Linked DNA regions of Mus musculus: regions 2, 3, 4, 5 and 6 are each linked to region 1. The links are chromatin contacts, called in public ChIA-PET, HiChIP or PLAC-seq and promoter capture Hi-C maps. All regions are on one chromosome and are shown on one strand. The core of a region is the stretch at or near the end of the contact, and the rest is flanking DNA. Distances in the headings are between cores, read along the strand shown. Region 1 holds the start of Eif2s2 (eukaryotic translation initiation factor 2, subunit 2 (beta)). Region 2 holds the start of Eif6 (eukaryotic translation initiation factor 6). Region 3 holds the start of Edem2 (ER degradation enhancer, mannosidase alpha-like 2). Region 4 holds the start of Trpc4ap (transient receptor potential cation channel, subfamily C, member 4 associated protein). Region 5 holds the start of Gss (glutathione synthetase). Region 6 holds the start of Acss2os (acyl-CoA synthetase short-chain family member 2, opposite strand).

The links. Promoter capture Hi-C pulls out the DNA fragments that hold promoters and counts their contacts. ChIA-PET counts read pairs in DNA pulled down with a chosen protein or histone mark. HiChIP or PLAC-seq counts read pairs in DNA pulled down with a chosen protein or histone mark.
Region 2: a promoter capture Hi-C map of the C10 cell line shows a contact between it and region 1, with 2.8 times the contacts expected there. The contact joins the promoter of Eif6 here to the promoter of Eif2s2 in region 1. A contact is called at or near these places in 3 of 39 promoter capture datasets (the C10 cell line, HPC-7-derived erythroid cells and fetal liver) and 1 of 9 other capture datasets (liver).
Region 3: a promoter capture Hi-C map of pre-B cells shows a contact between it and region 1, with 4 times the contacts expected there. The contact joins the promoter of Edem2 here to the promoter of Eif2s2 in region 1. A contact is called at or near these places in 5 of 39 promoter capture datasets (the C10 cell line, the HPC-7 cell line, liver and 2 more).
Region 4: a contact with region 1 is called in a promoter capture Hi-C map of HPC-7-derived erythroid cells, with 4 times the contacts expected there. The contact joins the promoter of Trpc4ap here to the promoter of Eif2s2 in region 1. A contact is called at or near these places in 3 of 39 promoter capture datasets (the C10 cell line, HPC-7-derived erythroid cells and liver) and 3 of 115 datasets of contacts at active chromatin or transcription factors (embryonic midbrain, large pre-B cells and memory CD8 T cells).
Region 5: an H3K27ac HiChIP or PLAC-seq map of embryonic stem cells shows a contact between it and region 1, with 3 times the contacts expected there. The contact joins the promoter of Gss here to the promoter of Eif2s2 in region 1. A contact is called at or near these places in 3 of 39 promoter capture datasets (3T3-L1-derived adipocytes, the HPC-7 cell line and pre-B cells), 1 of 484 Hi-C or Micro-C datasets (embryonic stem cells), 2 of 115 datasets of contacts at active chromatin or transcription factors (embryonic stem cells and memory CD8 T cells) and 1 of 9 other capture datasets (adipose tissue).
Region 6: a contact with region 1 is called in an RNA polymerase II ChIA-PET map of memory CD8 T cells, with 5 read pairs. The contact joins the promoter of Acss2os here to the promoter of Eif2s2 in region 1. A contact is called at or near these places in 2 of 39 promoter capture datasets (the C10 cell line and HPC-7-derived erythroid cells) and 1 of 115 datasets of contacts at active chromatin or transcription factors (memory CD8 T cells).

The regions. Positions count from the first base shown.
Region 1 is chr2:154,891,339-154,894,294 of GRCm38.p6, reverse strand. Eif2s2 (eukaryotic translation initiation factor 2, subunit 2 (beta)) reads left to right here and starts at 1,389. Exons shown (of 9, transcript NM_026030.2): 1 at 1,389-1,605. The coding sequence starts at 1,591.
Region 2 is chr2:155,825,469-155,828,424 of GRCm38.p6, reverse strand. It overlaps Eif6 (eukaryotic translation initiation factor 6), which reads left to right and starts at 1,500. Exons shown (of 6, transcript NM_010579.2): 1 at 1,500-2,098; 2 at 2,215-2,300. The coding sequence starts at 1,992.
Region 3 is chr2:155,728,078-155,731,033 of GRCm38.p6, reverse strand. Edem2 (ER degradation enhancer, mannosidase alpha-like 2) reads left to right here and starts at 1,559. Exons shown (of 11, transcript NM_145537.2): 1 at 1,559-1,803; 2 at 2,033-2,143. The coding sequence starts at 1,697.
Region 4 is chr2:155,691,015-155,693,970 of GRCm38.p6, reverse strand. It overlaps Trpc4ap (transient receptor potential cation channel, subfamily C, member 4 associated protein), which reads left to right and starts at 1,587. Exons shown (of 19, transcript NM_001163452.1): 1 at 1,587-1,832. The coding sequence starts at 1,665.
Region 5 is chr2:155,591,256-155,594,211 of GRCm38.p6, reverse strand. It overlaps Gss (glutathione synthetase), which reads left to right and starts at 1,402. Exons shown (of 13, transcript NM_008180.2): 1 at 1,402-1,518. Gssos2 (a long non-coding RNA gene) reads right to left here. Exons shown (of 5, transcript XR_001783522.2): 4 at 2,044-2,189; 5 at 1-1,760.
Region 6 is chr2:155,555,528-155,558,483 of GRCm38.p6, reverse strand. Acss2os (acyl-CoA synthetase short-chain family member 2, opposite strand) reads left to right here and starts at 1,554. Exons shown (of 4, transcript NR_040613.1): 1 at 1,554-1,685; 2 at 2,864-2,956. Acss2 (acyl-CoA synthetase short-chain family member 2) reads right to left here. Exons shown (of 18, transcript NM_019811.3): 8 at 2,493-2,630; 9 at 1,981-2,151; 10 at 1,573-1,706; 11 at 1,255-1,387; 12 at 1,118-1,174; 13 at 855-935.

The DNA of each region.
Region 1 (2,956 bases), core at 140-2,639:
CTGCAACGAGTCATGCCAGGGCAGGTTGATATCAATGGAAGGCCTCCCCTTTCTGAAGAGAAATAGAGGATGAGTGAATGGGGGGTAGGGGCTGGGAGGAGAAGAAACTGTGGTCAAGATGTAAAGTATATTAATCAATTAATTGATTAATTTAAAAAGATAAAATCTTATGTAGTCCAGGCTGGTTATGAAATTCTGATATTCATGCCTCTACTTCTCAAGAGCTAGGATGGTAAGTGCTACCACACCCAGCTCAGACAGACCATTTTGTAATTCCAGTAGACCAAAACAAAGACAAACTCAGTAATCAGGTATGAATACAAAAATCAATCAAGAAGAACATTTTGCCAACTACAAAAATCACTAAGTACTTTCCCCATCTCTTCTAACGTGAGGGCTTTTTTTCACTAATCATAGATTAATCCTCACTTGATTCTTTTTATGCAAGAAGCATTAAAAACTTGATAATTACTCTCATCTCCTGATAGCATCTACTTACTTGAGCAGTCCCTTCAGTCACCTGAGTGGATCACCTGACGCCCCAGCTGAGCATTCTTTCAAACAGTGGGGCTTTGCAGTTCCCTGTGGTTACAAACACAGGTGTTTTTTTGTTGTTTTGTTTTTTAACTACAAGCGCATACTCCGAGGCCTTCCTAAATGGCAGCTGTATCTCCCCAGGGAAAATAGATGATACATCCAGAATTGTCTAGCAAAGACTCCATAAACAAGGAGTCATGTACCATATAAGGAAGCTTTAGTCAAAAAAGGACACATAATTAATAGTCCCAGATGATTATATCGCCTAGGACGTTGTAGTGTCTTTACTTATATGGTATGAAGTTCGTCAACAAGTTAATTACCTACTCTACACATTTCTCAACATAGCCCCTTTATTGAGCTAGTTAAGACTATTTCGAAGCTTCCTGACAGACTGTAGCTTGCTGGGCTGTTTCTCCTCAGAGGACGGCTTCGTTCCTCGGTCTAACTATGGAAAACCAGGGAAGAATCTTCTGAAGTAAAAAGCTAGAAGGTTAAACTTCTCACGAAGTGAAACGCTTCTACTGAGGTGCATTCCTCGAATACTAGACCGATTCTAGGGGAAAGCGTGAACTCAGCTCCACGGGTTCATATTAGGGTTTCCACTAAGTTAAACCTGAAAAATGGCCCCAAATTCACTTTACAAGCAACACAGCACTTTTCGAACCTCTTAGGTAACCAGCAGCACAAGAACCCGAACATCCTGACATGTTTAAAACAGTCGTGCACGCCCTCGAAACTCCCGAAGCGCACAAGCGCCGGTCTTTTCTAGCCAAACTACAAGTCCCAGTATGCCCGGCGCCGGGGAGTCGCCGAATAACTCGCGCCACGAGAAGCACGTAAGGTTGGCTTTACTGTACGCCTGCGCTTTGGCGAGCTCTGCGCAGGCGCACTTCCAACGTTTGAGAGGAGGGCGGGGTGTCGCTCCCTTTCGCTGATGCAAGAGCCTAGTGCGGTGCTGTGAGAAGTATCGGTGGGAGCTACGCTGACTCCGGGCCGTGAAGCCGACCGGTTTGACTTTTCATCCCTGCCGAACCCGCTCGAACTACAGCCATGTCCGGGGACGAGGTGAGAGGCTGAGCTGGAGTTAGGGCTAAGGACTGAGGCAGGAAGCCGAACCCACACCTGTGTGAGAAGCCGGGCCTGCGGCCTAGCTGTAGCCGGCCGCCATGTGGAGCAGCCCGGCCTAGGCGTCCCGGAGCTGTGGAGCCGGCGAGGACTCTGGATCCTCAGACTTGGTCTCCCTCGGCTCTCCTCAGGGCGGCGGCGAGGCCTGTCTCCCACGGTGATCGGCGTTTCGGAATGGAGAGCGTGTTGAGCCGTCCTCTCGGAAAGGGGTTGAATGCCGAGTTAGTTTGCCCGGCCGCCCCGGCATTCCTTTCCTCACACACATAGCCGCCTCGGCTCTCACGGCTGAGGGGTCAGGGTGCCCTGCGAGGCCCCTCTCGGTTCCGGTGGAGCACCGAGGTTAAAACTTTGTAGGCTGCCTTTTCCGGGCGGATATCTCGCTCCCGTTTCCCGCTCGAGGCCTTATTTCTTAAGACAGGAACCCAAAGAGCCAGAGGAGAAGATATTTTAAGTCTCAGGAAGTGACCACCTTTCGAGAAAAGTTTTCGGGCCCGAGTCCCAAAGTTTCCTTTACAGGCGAGGTGAGCAGGAAGGTCCGGCTGTGAAACTGACTGGGTTTGGATCTCAGAATTTTTCAAGCCCCGTCCCCCGTTTTATTGTGTCTTTTTTTTTTCTTTTAAATCTTTTTGGGTTTTGCCTTTTCCAGATTTATCCTAGTTCACATACCATTAAATGACTTTAAAGAAAAAAGAGTGGTCTTGGCTTAGATATTGCTTAGCATTGGGCCTAGAAGCCTAATCCTAGCCCCAAGGAAGTACTTTACGAAGAATTTGTGACTTACTTGACTTACAGGCCTAGGGGAGGGGTAAGAGGAATAGTTGAAGGTTCTGTGCAGAGTTGGCTTTTGAATGGGCTCTAGAAATGATCAGAATTTTCTCAACCAATGAGAAAACTGATCACAAGGCGTTTATGGTCAAGAAGGGAGAAAGTGCATAGAAAGTGAAGTATTCACTAGTTTGGTTGAAGTAGATGCTGGTTAGTTTATGGAGGACTTAGGTAACTACATTAAGGAATTAGAGATTTGTTTCATGGGAACTAGTTCTAGTTTAAGTTGGTTTCCAGGGTTCAGTAAAATAAATTCCTGTAAGTCCATTTTAGAGATGAGCCAATTGGAGCTTAGAGTTGTACAGTGCCTCTAATAAAATTCCAAGTGCCTGAGCTAGTAATAGAATCCCAGCTCTGTGCAGTATGCCTTCATCTAAATGACTAGGAGGCTCTTGCAAACTCACTAAACTCTGGAAGAGATAGATGTTTCTTGCTTGAAAGACACGTTAGACATTGCTCTTTGCTA
Region 2 (2,956 bases), core at 251-2,750, 930 kb before region 1:
TGGAGGAAGATCCAATCAAGTGACAGGTTAGGGAATTCTGCCAGTCCATTGTCCTCTGGCTCTAAATCTGAATTTTGTTTGCCCAGACACAACACATAGAATCTGCAGTTCCTGTGTTTCTATGTACATAAAACATGGACACTACAAGGATGTTTCAGATGCCCGTACAGTACACAGAGAACAATGACTAGGTACACCCATAGATGCATAGAGCGAGTATACAGAGCTCTCTGATTAACTCAAAAATAAAACTTCTGTTGCAGGTACATAATCAATATGGTCTGCCTAAATGAATGGCCACAGAAAATTCAAGCTTCTAGTACACACTGCAGAGCCCCCCTGAGACTCAGAAACTATAAATACACATATGACTCTTCATCCTAACTCTGCACCAAGCTGTGCTCACAACCTCACCCTGAACATTCCCTAGAGCCGAAAGGCTACTTAGATGCAGATTCTGAGGGCTGAAGCTTAAAAGCACAAACCTCAGAGAACAAGACAGATGTATTAGATGAAAACTGTATTAGGGACAGAGGGTCATGGAGATAGTAGAGCGATCGACAAAGCTTATCAGAGAGAGGCTGACTTGGAGGCTGGTCTTGAAGGACAGGGGGAGAGCCAGGTGGAGGAGAGTTAAGAGTTCTTGGTAGAGTAAGCCAGAGAGTGGTGTGGGGCTCAATGAGCGGATCTGGGGTGAGCTGGGGGAGATAAGCAGAGCACGTAGTTGAACACTTAGACACAAACACACAGACCACCTTGCTGAATGTCTCTGGAAGCTCGGGCTGCAGCTGGTCATGGGTCTTTCTCCTGAACTTAGCACCTGCAGGAGACTGTGCATGGTACTAATCAATAAAGGCAATTGTGGCTAGACCCCGTAGCAATCTGATGTGTTCTCGGTTATGGGACTGTATGATGGGGCTGGGGAAAGGGCGCCGCGCCATTTATGCCCCTTTCAGATCAGATCTTCTTGGAGAAGAATGAATGGCATAAGACAGTCTGCGGTAAGTGATTCTCTGCTCCTTTTACCTTCCACTGTGGCATTCTGAGACACCCTGGGGACTTTTGTATATTCTACACTAGTTGAGACAAGTTTATTCTATGAAAATGGGCCATACCACTATCCCCAGGGCTGCTGATGGGGTGATAAACTGCGTGATAAACACATCAAGGAAGCAAGTCAGCTCTCAGATCTTTGCTTACCCTAGAACCCTTTCTCCTCCAATCTCTCCGTAACACATTTCCCCGTCTCCATTGTCTTCTTCAGCCTATGGTTCTTATGCCTCCTCCAACCACTTTATCCTGGTCTCTTGGTTGATCTCTATGCCAAATTTCAATCTTCAACCCTTGACCCTTGCCACTGGTCCAGATTCCCACTTCCGTCCGCGTGGCCGGGGTGTGATTATCCTCTTTCTCAAATCCGCCCTTTTCCCGTCCTTACTCGGTAAATAAAGCCCTCCAATCAATCCAGCTCCAACCAGACAACACCGGTTCCTCATTTCCTCATCTTTTCATTTGCCCAGCCTCAGGTTTGATTGATTATTCCTTCTAAAAAGACCCACTAGGAGGTGAAGCCAAAAACCTAAAGCAAGAAAACGTGCAGGAGGCGGGGTCGGGCGGAGTCACCTAGTAACCATCGAGTCCTCCCAAAGGGTGGGGCTAGAGTGACCAGCAGCTCCGCCCGGCTCCTGCGCGCTCCCGGAAGCGGGCCTGGGAGGAGGCGGAAACGGAAAGCTAGTTACGGGAGAAGTTGTTGCAGCGTGTAGACATTGGAGTCGCTTGGTGAGCTGTTGGGACTCTGGGCGGCAAAAGTCAGTTCCGGGTCGCAGGGCGAGAGGACTTGGGGCAGGAGAGCCAGGAGGGATCCGTCCGCACGCCCGGGCATCTGAGGGGCCCGAGAGGGCGGGGTTTGAGGAGGCGAGGCTGGTTGACCCGGCTCCGGAGTGGATCTGTCGGCCCAGAACCCGCAGTCGTGCTGCCCCCCAGCCTCTCTCATGGCGGTCAGAGCGTCGTTCGAGAACAACTGTGAGGTCGGTTGTTTTGCCAAACTCACAAACGCCTACTGCCTGGTGGCCATCGGAGGCTCAGAGAACTTCTATAGGTGAGGCGAGAGCTTCTGGTCCCGAGCCGCCGGGGCGGGAAGGGAAGGGAGGCGGAGAGCGAGAGGTCTGAAAAGAGCGACCCACCCCAGTAAGCAGCGAATCCGTGTTTCTACAGTGTGTTCGAGGGTGAGCTCTCCGATGCCATTCCCGTGGTGCACGCATCCATCGCCGGCTGCCGAATCATCGGGCGCATGTGTGTGGGTAAGGCGGGTGGAAGACGCCGAGGGACACAGCGAAGCACTCTGAGTCATTAGTTTCCTGGAGCTTACCCCCAGTGATCGGGGGATTCCCAGGCTTTCGGGCCCAGTGGACTTTGGAATCTGACGGGTGTGTGGGACTCGAACTGCAGATCAAGAACACTGTCTCTCAGACTTGAGAGTAGCCGGAGCGAAATACCATTAAGTGCTGGCTATCATTCTTGGTCTCGTTTTTCCTTCACAGGGATACTGGAAAGCATGGGTTGTCGCTCGGAACTATGTGACTTACAGAGTCCCACACCTAAGGGCGGAGGAGAGGATTTGCATCTCTCTCCTGCCTCTGAATATGAACAAGTTGCTTCTTGTTTTTGAGCATCAGTTTCTCCCTCAGGAAATAACTAAGGTCCCAGGTCACCCTGTTCAGCTGCATTTAATTCTTACAATTTCTTTTTTTGTTTGTTTTTTTTTTGTTTTTTTCGAGACAGGGTTTCTCTGTATGGCCCTGGCTGTCCTGGAACTCACTTTGTAGACCAGGCTGGCCTTGAACTCAGAAATCCGCCTGCGTCTGCCTCCTGAGTGCTGGGATTAAAGGCGTGCGCCATCACACCAGGCTAATTCTTACAATTTCTAACTACAACTCGAGTGTTGAGTGGCTCCCGA
Region 3 (2,956 bases), core at 310-2,809, 840 kb before region 1:
AAGAATGCTGGATTGGGATTGGAGAGATGGATCAATGGTTAAGAGTACTAACTACTCTTCTAGAGCACCTGGGTTGAGTCTTAGCACCACATGGAAGCTCACAATACCTATAATTCTAGACCCAGAGGACTCTACACCCTTTTCTGGCCTCAGAGGTGACCTGGCATGCACAAAATTATGTACAAAATCCTCATGTACATAAATAAATAATATTATTGTGTGCTCCAAACTTGCTTATAACTCTTCACCTATGCTTATGTAAGCAGCCCTAATTAAACCTAATCTACCCCAATCACAACCACAAAAAATGACAGTAGGAGGGGTTTGGGAGGAAAAAGGAGGAGAGAAGAATGGTGAAGGTAATGGGGGAGGGGCGGTGACCAGAACATATTCATACATATATGAAATTGTCAAAGAACAAGAATTAACAAACAAACAAACAAACAAACAAACAACTGGGCCAAAGAAGGCAGAGTCTGCCTGCACTTTGCTCAATAAATGGAGCAGCCATTTCCCTCTGAATTTTTCAGCAAAGAAGAGTTGGGCAATGCTAGAATTAAAGAAAAGTTCAAATTAAAAGGATCTCAAATATCAGTTTAGACAAACCCTTTCATAAATGTGGGTGCTGTGCCTGGAGGATGAGAGGGACTCCTTTAAGGTTATATAGGTTATGTGTGAATGGTAGAGTCGTAATGAACCCCAATCGAACTTCAAATCTAGGGTTGTCTACAGCTCATTCCACTGACCAAAGAGAAGGGGGTTGCTGTAGATAGCGCACTAACAGAGTCTAGGACCTAGCAAGAGAGTGGGGAAACTGGCCCAGATGTTCTTTTTATTTTGTTTTATTTTGTTTTTTCGAGACAGGGTTTCTCTGTGTAGTCCTGGCTGTCCTGGAACTGACTTTGTAGACCAGGCTGACCTCGAACTCAGAAATGTGCCTGCCTCTGCCTCCCAAGTGCTGGGATTAAAGGCGTGCACCACCACCGCCCGGCCGGCCCAGATGTTCTTAAAGGAAGAATGCTGGGTCTTCATTCTCACCAGGGATGGCAGCCACTGAGATGGTCCAGGTAAAGTCCTGGGTTGATTTAGAGACTGAAGGGACCGTGATTTCATGGCACCCTAAAGTGAAAGACCGTCATAAATGTATGAATTCCTAGAACAAAAGGGATTTCTGGAAACCTTAAGGCTTTGGGAAAATAATTCTAGAGTTTACTTACACAATGGTTTGTCAAACCCTGTGTCTATTATAGTCAAAGCCGAACATTTTTCATCCATATTTACATAGGCATCTGCTCAAATCTTGAGTACCTGCTAGCCCCTCCTTTAAAAGGTATTTGGAAAAAAAACAAAAATTAACTAGATGGCGCCTGTAAAGTGCTCCTAACACTTTAATTCACCGAAGGTGCTCAACAAACAGAAACTGGGATTGTGAAAACATTATTAACAGCAGCCACAGCAACCACTGTCTTTAAGACACGTTGAACTCCTCTCTGTAGACCAGAAATCCCGAGATGCTCTTTTGCCAGGGCTCCACCGCCCATTGCATCCTGGGCTTTGTAGTCAGGAAGTGAGAGGCTTCTTGCCCAACGCGCAGGCGTCGTGGTGCGTATCCCCGGAAGAACCAGCCGCGGCTCGGAGGATGAGCTGGTGGCGGTGGCTGCAGCTGCTGCGGCGGCACTGACAGGACACGAGCTCTATGCCTTTCCGGCTACTCATCCCGCTCGGCCTCGTGTGCGTGCTGCTACCCCTGCACCATGGTGCGCCAGGCCCCGACGGCACCGCGCCCGACCCCGCCCACTACAGGTGAAGGGGGCCAGGCTCCCGCTCTCTACGGCTGGGGAGTGGCAAGCGCCCACCGGGTCCCTTCCCTTCCCTCCACCCCAGGACCCCCACCCTGACGTGCTCTGGTCCCGCTGCTGGGCCCTCGGCAGAAATCATTTTGTGGTTCCCATTCTCCGTCCTGTGTCTGGTCCTTTCTCCCGCCTGGTTTTGTGTTCTGGCCCCCTACCTTATTTCTCATCCCTCGAACCAGGGAGCGAGTCAAGGCCATGTTCTACCACGCCTACGACAGTTACCTGGAAAATGCCTTTCCCTACGATGAGCTGAGACCTCTCACCTGTGATGGGCACGACACCTGGGGCAGGTAGAGCCAGCTTGAGGGCCAAGGGGGTTGGCCGGGATCATAGGAGGGCTGGTGGCTTCATGGTCTCACTGATTGTGGAAAGTTTCCGACCTGGGCTGATTCAACCCCGTCCCCTCAGTCCAAACCAGCGCTGTCAGAACTACACAGCTTTTCACAGTACAAAAAAGTCTTGGCTTAACTTGGCAGGCTAGCCCTCTGGACTCACCTCAGCCGAACAGGCAACCACGTATGAGGACTTGGGGACATTTCTGGAGTCACAAAATATTTTGAAAAAACTCCCGGGAGTCAGGAAACTCAACTCCTTCATTTTATAGGTGGGCGCACAGGCCCAGGAGGAACGTTATTCTCCCCACAGTTAAGACCCTTTGTAGTTGGTGTACTCTTTATGACTGAAAAATATTTCCCGTCTAGCTTCATACCAACTCCTCTCACCGCCATACATACAAGTCACCTGATTCATTTTCGTTTAGTAATTCTGTGTTACCATATCATCTTTTCATTTTCACTGGAATAAAGAACCCAGTCGAGCAAAGAATCATTGCATTAGCCAAAACTGACACTAGGGCTGTAATCCTGAGTTGGTTTTTGTTTTGTTTTGTTTTGCTTCGTTTTTATAGAATGATTTATTGATTTAGTGCGCACTGGCTGTTTGCCTGTATCTATAACCATGTGAGGGTGTCAGGTTCCCTGGAACTTGAACTACAGACAGTGTGAGGTGCCCTGTGGGTATGAGATGATCAACCAGTGCTCTCAACCACTGAGCCATCTCTCCAGTTGCTGAGGTCTTTTATTTCTTGCTTGCTTGCTTGTTTG
Region 4 (2,956 bases), core at 338-2,837, 800 kb before region 1:
TCTGGTGTGTCTGAAGACAGCTACAGTGTACTTATGTATAATAATAAATAAATCTTTTTTAAAAAATTACATTTAAGCCGAATAGTGGTAGCACGTTCCTTTAATCCCAGAACTTGGGAGGCAGAGGCAGGCAGATTTCTGAGTTCGAGGCCAGCCTGGTCTACAGAGTGAGTTCTAGGACAGCCAGGGCTACACAGAGAAACCCTGTCTTGAAAAACAAAAACAAAAAAACCCCAAAACAACAAAAAAAATTACATTTAAAGTGTGTGTGTGTGAGAGAGAGAGAGAGGGAGAGGGAGAGGGAGAGGGAGAGGGAGAGGGAGAGGGAGAGGGAGAGGGAGAGGGAGAGGGAGAGGGAGAGGGAGAGGGAGAGAGAGATTGATTAGAGGGCAGTTTGGAGGAATTATTTTCTCCTTTCACCAACATGGGTTCATTGGACCCAACAACTTAGGTCGTCAGTTTTGGCAGCCAGTGCTTCTACCCACTGACTCATCTCTCCTTATCCTATTTTCTTTGTCTTAAACCAGGTCACCAGGCAGTGATCTGCTGGAGCGAGTGGGAGCCACACCTTGCAAGTAGCATGCAGATGTCAGTCACAGTCTAGTTTGCCTTGGCAGCGATCTCAAATGCCTGCTGTTGTTCCACTGCAAGTTACTTATTACATCATTTCACTTTTTAAGGACTTTTGGTTTGGGCAACAAATTATAGCCACCTTAGTTACAAGTAGCAAACTTCATGGCATCCTAATTTGGCACACTCAACTTATTTTTGTTACAAGATAGCCTCCTAGAAGAGAAAGTGGGGAGAGTCAGCACCACCCTGCTTCCGAGGTTTGTCGGAGCCAGTGAATTCAGTTCTACTTGCGGGGAAAATGAGGGCAATATTCTATTTGATAGGGGATACAGTTTGCCAAATAAATAACTACATTTGTTTGTGTGGATTAGCTGTGGTCCCCTGAAACCCTCGTCCCCTAACAGGGCCCTCTGCTGTTCTGCTTATCACCTCGCCCTCCACCTCACCTATATATTCAGTATGAGGAGTACAGCTGGTGCCTTTAGGAACTATTTTTTGACATCTATCTGTAAATGAAATATTTTTCGCCATTTTCTTCGAATAAGCAATAGCATTGATGGTCCTTTACGTCTCATTTACATAAAGCACATATTTGTTAATTGTAATAAAAATATTAGTTGACTAGTCTGGCTCCCAGGACCTAAATATTGAATGGACTGAGGGCTAGGGGTAATGTGTAGTGACTTGGCTAAAGTCAATTGTAAAAGGAAGGGGACACGTGTCAAGTGTCAACTCTGGCCTAGGGCCTAGAATTTTTCCCTGGACACTGGGCTTGCATCATTTCCAGCTAGCGAAAATTTTGAGAGCTTGTGCACATAGTGACTGGTTTTCCACTTGGAGCAACCTCGAAGAAATGCTGGAGGTATCCCACTCAGCAAACTGGAGGGCCAGGAAGAGCCACATCTCAGCTACCTGCTCCCCCTCGGTAAAGACTACAGTTCCCATAAGGCGTCGGGGCACGCACAGTCCCTGCCACGCGGCTTGCACCTCCGCGTCAGTCCACTAGGGGCGATGTAGAGAGTCCTCCGCCGCCCCGTAGAAATCGACACGGCTCCGGGACCGCTTGCTTCCTGTTTGTCGGACGAGGAGACATGGCGGCAGCGCCCGCAGCGGCTGGAGCTGGGGCCAGCCGGGGGAGGCGGTTGGCAGCTACCGCGGCGGCGTGGGGCGGCTGGGGAGGTCGACCGCGGCCGGGTAACATCCTGCTGCAGCTGCGGCAGGGCCAGCTCACCGGCCGAGGCCTGGTCCGGGCGGTGCAGGTACGAGGCCGGCCCGGAGGGGCGGGGCGGGGCGGGCCAGGCTGGAGCTGGCCAGGGGCCGGGGAAGAGGCCTTTCCAGGCCGCTGCGGACCGTCCAGATCCCCCTTGGCTGGCCGCGGCGCTGTCCTGTGTGCGGTCCGGACGCTGTCAGCCGCGTTGGGACGGAGGGCAGTGGCCAGCTTGGAGGCCTGCGGGTCTGGGCCGAGTGGAGTCGAGCTGCCTGGGGTATTGATGGCGCGTCTAAGCCCTGGGCCGAGTTTCTAGATCCTCATTTCCCTGCGCCACGTCTGCGTGTCTGGAGGACCTTGGCGAGTTGGCTTCATCTTCTACTGGTCTCGTGTTTGCCCCTTGTGAGCAGGACGGGGTCCTCTTCACTGCAGCGCCCCCCCGCCCCCAAACGGTTCCCAAGCTTATGATAAATGTCATCTTCCCAGAGGCCTCAACGTTCCTCCTCCTTTTCTAAAGTAGGCCCCCCGGTTGTTATTCTATCAGATCACCCAATTCGTTTTCTGATGCTCTATTTTCTTTGCCTGTAATTGCATATTTCTTTGTTGTCTGCCCTTTCACGCCTGTATCTCACATTAGGCTGAGCTCCAACGGGTGCAGAAGACTCTTTTACTAGCGTAGGGATACATGCTTTGGGGGAAGAACTTTAGTTCAAAGCCCTATTCTCTTTCTCCCTCGGGCAAGTTACCTTTCAGGGCCGTTGTTTACTCATTTAATTCACCCTTTAAGGCTATTGTCAAATTCAGAGGAGATAGATGTGTCAAGTGTTAGTGTATTTCAGGTGCATATAAGGGCTGAAGGGTAATCAGTTATTGTTCTGTTTAGTGTCTAGCTTATTAAGTGTAATGATTGATGTCCTATACATGTGGTGGTGTAGGGTGTGTGTCTGTGTGTTGCGGGGGAGGGGGGTGTATAGGGCACAACCTTAGAATAAATAGATGAGGATAGGTGACTCCTCTCACTTTTTCTTCTTTCTCCCAGGTGATCCCAGAACTTACTTTGAAAACATTAGCTTAATTTCAAGATAGCTTTGTATATAGTTTTGAGGACTACATAAGGAACCAAACAGTGTTGATGGGAGAGGGACGGGCAGGAATTAGGTGAGTGGATGAGAGAAT
Region 5 (2,956 bases), core at 153-2,652, 700 kb before region 1:
CCACAAACATTATTCTGGCAACAGCCAGATCACCTCCCTGCCAACTCTGTCCCATTCATACGAGACATCTGGAGGGCTGTCCTTCCTAGACTGGAGAGAGGCACCTGCTTTATCTAAAGAGTTGGAAGGATTTTGGTCCCTGGGTTAGGCCACTGATTTACAGTCAGTAGAAATTCTCCTTCATAAATCTCTCTTCAATTTGACATTCCCCCTCCCCTTTTTTCCCTTCACAGCGATGGCTTGGAGCCTCACCAACTTACAGCTAACTCTGGATCATGTCTGTCTGTACCTAATATATAGAATGGCGTCTTGTCTCTGCTAAATCTCCAGCCTCAAGGTTTCTTCCTGAGGCCAGCTCTTAACAGCCTGCCCCACACTCTAGAGCCCACCTTTTATTTACACCAAACCAATTAGGAGTTTGCTATCTTAGGCATAATTCCCTAGGGTTTGATCAGATACATTCATTTCAGGAAAATTTTTATCAGAAAGGAACATCTTTTTTTAAAATCAGGTATATATAGTGGCTATTCCTGATTGTCAACTTGACTATATCTGGAATGAACTACAATCCAGAATTGGAAGGTTCACCTGTGATCCTAATCTGGAGACTGGGAGATACAAGTTTCTGACCTGGATCTTGGCATGGAGATCTTGAGGCCTAGTGACTATGAATTCCAGAAGATTAAGACAGGGAGACCTCTGAGTTTAAGGTCATCTGGGACAAAGCAAGTCCCAGATCCAGGCACACACTTTTAATCTGAGCCACACCTTCTGATGGAGACCTACATAAGGACATTGGAAGAAGGAAGATTAGCTCTTCTTTGCCCTGCTTGCCTTGTGGGACTGAGCTAGATCCTTGGACTGACATTCACAGCTGCTGTTGACCATTGTTGGGGAGTTGGACTACAGACTGTAAGTCATCTACAAATTCCCTCACTATATAGAGACTACCCATAAGTTCTGTGACTAGAGAACCCTGACTAATACAAGATAACTCAGATTTTGAATCAACCTCTCACAGTCTAGGGAAAACAAAGTTAAATTACTGTAGGTTGCCAGAGGATGAGGGGTCTGTATAGAGGGAAGAGGATAATGAACTTGCATATTTACAAACAGCCCCATGGGGGCTGAAGACAGGGGTGGCTAAGAGAACTTTTGCTCTGGGTTCCCAGAGGATGCGACGCTCTCTTCTGCCTTTGAGTGTCCCCATCTCACAGCGTGCCACTAGCTCTAACTCTCTGGGAACTAAGCTAACAGGTAGCATCCCGCCGTTGTAGCCACAACCAAGGCTCTCCCTAGAGTACCGACGTATTCCTTAAAGCCCAGGTCACTGCTCATGTAATGCCCCTTCCCGGCCGCCGTCCAGTTCCATAAACACAGGGCTCCTTCCCCACCCCTCCTCTTTAGCCTTGCGGGGCGGTCTGCGCAGGCGCACTGGGTCGTACCGAAGCCCCGCCCCCCGAGCCCGGGTAACGGCGTGCGGAGTTTGAGCTTGGCGAGCAGCTGGACAACGAGCGAGTAAGTCGGGGCTTCGCGACGGCGGCTGGCGAGGGTCAAGTTTCCTTGGGAGGAGAGCGGTGAGGGAGGGGTCTGAGAGCGATTAGAACGCGGCGAGCGGGCAGATGACGCGGTGGCTGGGAACGCGGCGAGCACCGGGAAACTTGTGTCCAGTGAGGGGCTTGTGCTGGGCGTGCTGAACCTAGATTTCCAGATCGCCGGTTCCCAGCTCGGACACTGTTAGCGAGGCTAGAGCCAGAGTTCTAGGGAAAATAAACAAGCCACCATCAAAAACTGGGAGAGATCAGGAACAAACTTTGTCTAGGGATGGGGAGCGGACGGGGCCCATCACGGGGACAAGACAGGACAAGCGACTGTGTTGTAGCCCGAGGCCCTGAGCCCGCACTCGCCTCGCCCAGGGGATTAAAGTCCAACGGGATTTCTGTGTGGGCGTTTTAAAGTTTTTCGTGATTCATTCACCACTTACTTATTTAACCTTCAATGAAGTATCAAGGCAAATGCTATTTTTATGATAGAGGTACGAACCTGGACAGAGAAATCCGGCGATGGCTTCCAAAACAGAATCAAGAGTTGGGGGTACAGAGGCTGGGGATGTAGCTCAGTGGGAGAACCTTTAAGCCACGAGGAAAGCAGGAAAGCGAGGAAAGCAGGAAAGCGTCATCATCCAAGATCTGAAAGTAAGAGAGAGAGGCTGGTGTGTTTTAGTCACTTAAGATGCCTTTACTACTCTGAAAGTGCCCAGGAAGAGGAGTGGGTTGGCAGTAGAGGCAGACATGAGGGAATTCAAAGCGCTGCATTTAGTCAGCAGAATCCACAGGACTGGAAGAAATGGGCTGTAAGAGAAAAGTGCACGTGAGGCTGGGATGTCAGGGTGAGACTCATTAGAGGAGGACCGCCCCAGGGAGCAGGAGGAGTGTTCTAGATTGAAAACCAGGAAAGAACTTGCTGTGTAAATACAAACTTGAGTGTCACCAGCCAAACAAGTCACAGAACAGTTAAATCTGTAGAAAGGAAAACAAGGGGCCCAGTTAGCATTGTCTAGTTATTACTAGTATAGTGTTTTTGTTCATGAATATGCATGGACACCCAAACACTGGTGTGTGTGTGTGTGTGTGTGTATGTATGTGTGTGTGTGAGATGCAGATGTGCTGTCAGTGTTTGTATGTGAGGGTGCCCTGAGCATCAGGTGTCTTCCCTGATCAGTGCACTTCCTCTCTGCACCTCTGGGATTATAGCCTGCTCACTATCTGCCCAGGATTTATGTGCATAATTGGGGGTCTGAGCTCTTTACCTGCTAGCCCCCTCCTTCGCCCTCTACCTTATTTTTTTTGTTTTTAAAGACAGGGCCTTACTGAACCTGGAGCTCACTCGCATTCACTAACCAGCAAGCTGCAAATGTCCAGCTGTCATGATCTCCCCAGCACTGCAAGTTCAAAGC
Region 6 (2,956 bases), core at 305-2,804, 660 kb before region 1:
AGGTAATGCAAAGTATAGGCTTTGGGAATAGGTGAGCCTGGCTTAGAAGGCCGATTCTATATGGCCTCAGGTAAGTCACTTTGTTTCTCTGAACTTCAGGACCTTCATCTGTAAATAACAAATCCTAAGGATTAAATTACTAGTATGTGAAAAATTGTCTAGCACAGTGTTCTGTGAGTAACAAATATCTAGAAAATTTGAGTTTCTTTTGGGTAATTAGGAAAGCAGGTTCAATTAGGTACAAACAAATCATATAAAATGGAAGCTATATTAGTGAATAAATAATTTCTAATCAAAAGAATTCTGTGCCAGCAGAATTCTAGATTGAGTTAGAAAGCTTAGATTCCTGCCTTTGTTACTAATGTGATTTTGGAAAAGGGAAATGAGATTGAGATCTGACAGGTACTAGCCACAAAGACAGCAGCAGCTAACATTTAAGAACACTAACTATGCAGTTCCAGACTAACCCTTTTGTATGGATTATCTAATTTAATAAAATGTAGGAGATAAAAGTACTATTTTTTAAAGACTTAAATTACATTCAAAGACAATAGGTAACAGCTTATCTGAAGTCACAGAAAATCAGGGTCTGAATACAGGCAGGCTGACTCCAGAGCCTACATGATTAGTCTTTAAGGTACAAAGACTCTTTTTTCTAAAAATGGACATCAAGGGAAGGATTAAGACTAAGTTCTCCTGACTCCAAAAATTTATCATCACGAATCTTGGGTGTTTCTCAGCAGAGGACAAACTCTCAACAGTATTAGCAACTACCAGGGAAGATAAGGTTATAAACTCTAAAACAAAGTATCCTTAGCAGATGCTTTCTTCTCCCAAAGATGCCAGATTCTCACCAGATAACCTTCAGCTTCCCCTTCCAGCTCCTCCCCGGACTCATTCAGGATTGCAGGCGCTACACCGAAGAATGGGAAAGACTGAAAGCAAATGAGAGGCGCAATCCAAGAAGGAAAAATGAGGCAACTCTGTCTCAGCTTCACACAGAGCCCCAGAGCCCCAAATTCCTCCCAGCTCTCAGGCCAGAACCCTACTCTAATAGGCTAACACCCCCACATCCTATCCCTGCCAAGCCTAGGACCAGAAGAAGCACTTTACTCACAGCAGAACCAGGTTTCATGGGTGTGGCGCCAGGGAGAGGGGTCAGCATATGGCCACCCTGTGGAAGTCAGAGGTCAGGAATTGAATCTCTTTTCCTACACTGTCCCTAATCCCTAGCCTCCTGAATCCCTTACTCACTGTTTCTGTTTGCCAGAAGGTGTCTACAATGGGGCAGCGCTGGGAACCTACTACCCGGTGGTACCATAGCCAGGCTTCAGGGTTGATGGGTTCACCTACTGTGCCCAGCACCTGCAGGGATGCCCGGCTATGCCTTGAGCAGGAGAGTGGAAGAGAGGAAAATTCTGAGAACCACTAGGAGCCAAAATGCACATGCAGTCAGAGTTCCTTTGCCCCTCCCCTATCCCAGGAAGTTGGGACAATAGAAGAAAACATCACAAAGGACCGTGCTCAGCTCTGAAGGACACCTATGGGACAACAGATGGGGAAGGGTCTTACTTGGTGACAGGATCATCTCCAAACTTCATGAGCATCCGGATGGCTGTTGGTGCCGTGTAGAACTTGGTCACCTTGTATTTGTCCACAATGCTCCACAAGCGCCCTTCATCTGGGTATGTGGGGATCCCCTCAAACTGACCCGAATGAGATCTGGTTATTTTGGGCTCTTCCCAATAGTCTTTCCATTCCCTACCACTCCCTCACGTTCAGGATTCACCCTTTATGACCAACTGTATCTTTACCCTCTGACCACACAAGTCAAGAAACATCGTAGTAGGATACACAACCCCTCAAAATTCCTCTTTCTCCAGGAAGTGGGTTCCTGTATAAGTTTCCCTTCTTTAGACTAAGAAGCTTTGGGAAATGGTCACCCAGGAGAATTTTGTCTATGCCCAGCTCCCATCTCACCAAAACACTAGTGGCACCATTAGCCAGTGGCCCATAGGTGACATAGGAATGACCAGTGATCCAGCCGATGTCTGCTGTGCACCAGAACACATCTTCCGGGTGGAAATCAAACACATACTTGAAAGTTGTAGCCACATAGAGCATATAGCCTCCAATTGTGTGCACCACACCCTGTGGGGAGAATGGGGCCTCAGGCTGGGGTTGTGTGTCCTCCTCTACTGACCAACAAATAGAGCCTGCACAGAGCTGGAAAAAGATCCTTCTTAAAGATTTTAATTTTTCCAATGCCCTTTCACAGCATCTGTCTCGCTTCAATCTCCTTTACCACACCCTGATGTCACATAAGTATACTGAGCACTCACATTCTTAGGTTGTGTATCTGAGTCACCCATTATCACTCGAATTCCCAGTACTCATTCTACTGTTTCTGTTGGTCACTCCAAGCTTCCTTGGAGACTCGCTTCTCACCTTTACATACACACATGCACACACACACACACACACACACTTGCCTTAGGTTTGCCTGTGGAGCCACTGGTGTACAAGATGAAGAGTGGGTCCTCAGCATCACACCACTCAGGCTCACACTCGTCTCCTGCCTGCTGCATGAGTTCATGCCACCATAAGTCAACCCCTTCGTTCCAGCAGATCTGGGGGAAGACAGGAATGGGCAGGGAAGAACTGTGAGGCAGGGACAGCCTACCTGGTACCTGGAGGTTAAGGCCCTACATGTAGGGGTAAAGGAAAGGGAGGGGCCTTCATGGGTACAATGGGGCAGAGAGAACTGATCACTCTGCCATTCTCGCTCTTCCTCTACCCCAGACTCCTGCTTACCTGGCTTACTCTGAAGAATGCCACTTTCTGGCTCCTTCGTGTCTTGCAGCTCTCAGCTCAAATGCTACCTTCTTAGAAGACTCCCCTGAACAGTAGCTGACACCCCCATCCCTCCTGTTGTTATTATTCATCACACCTGGTT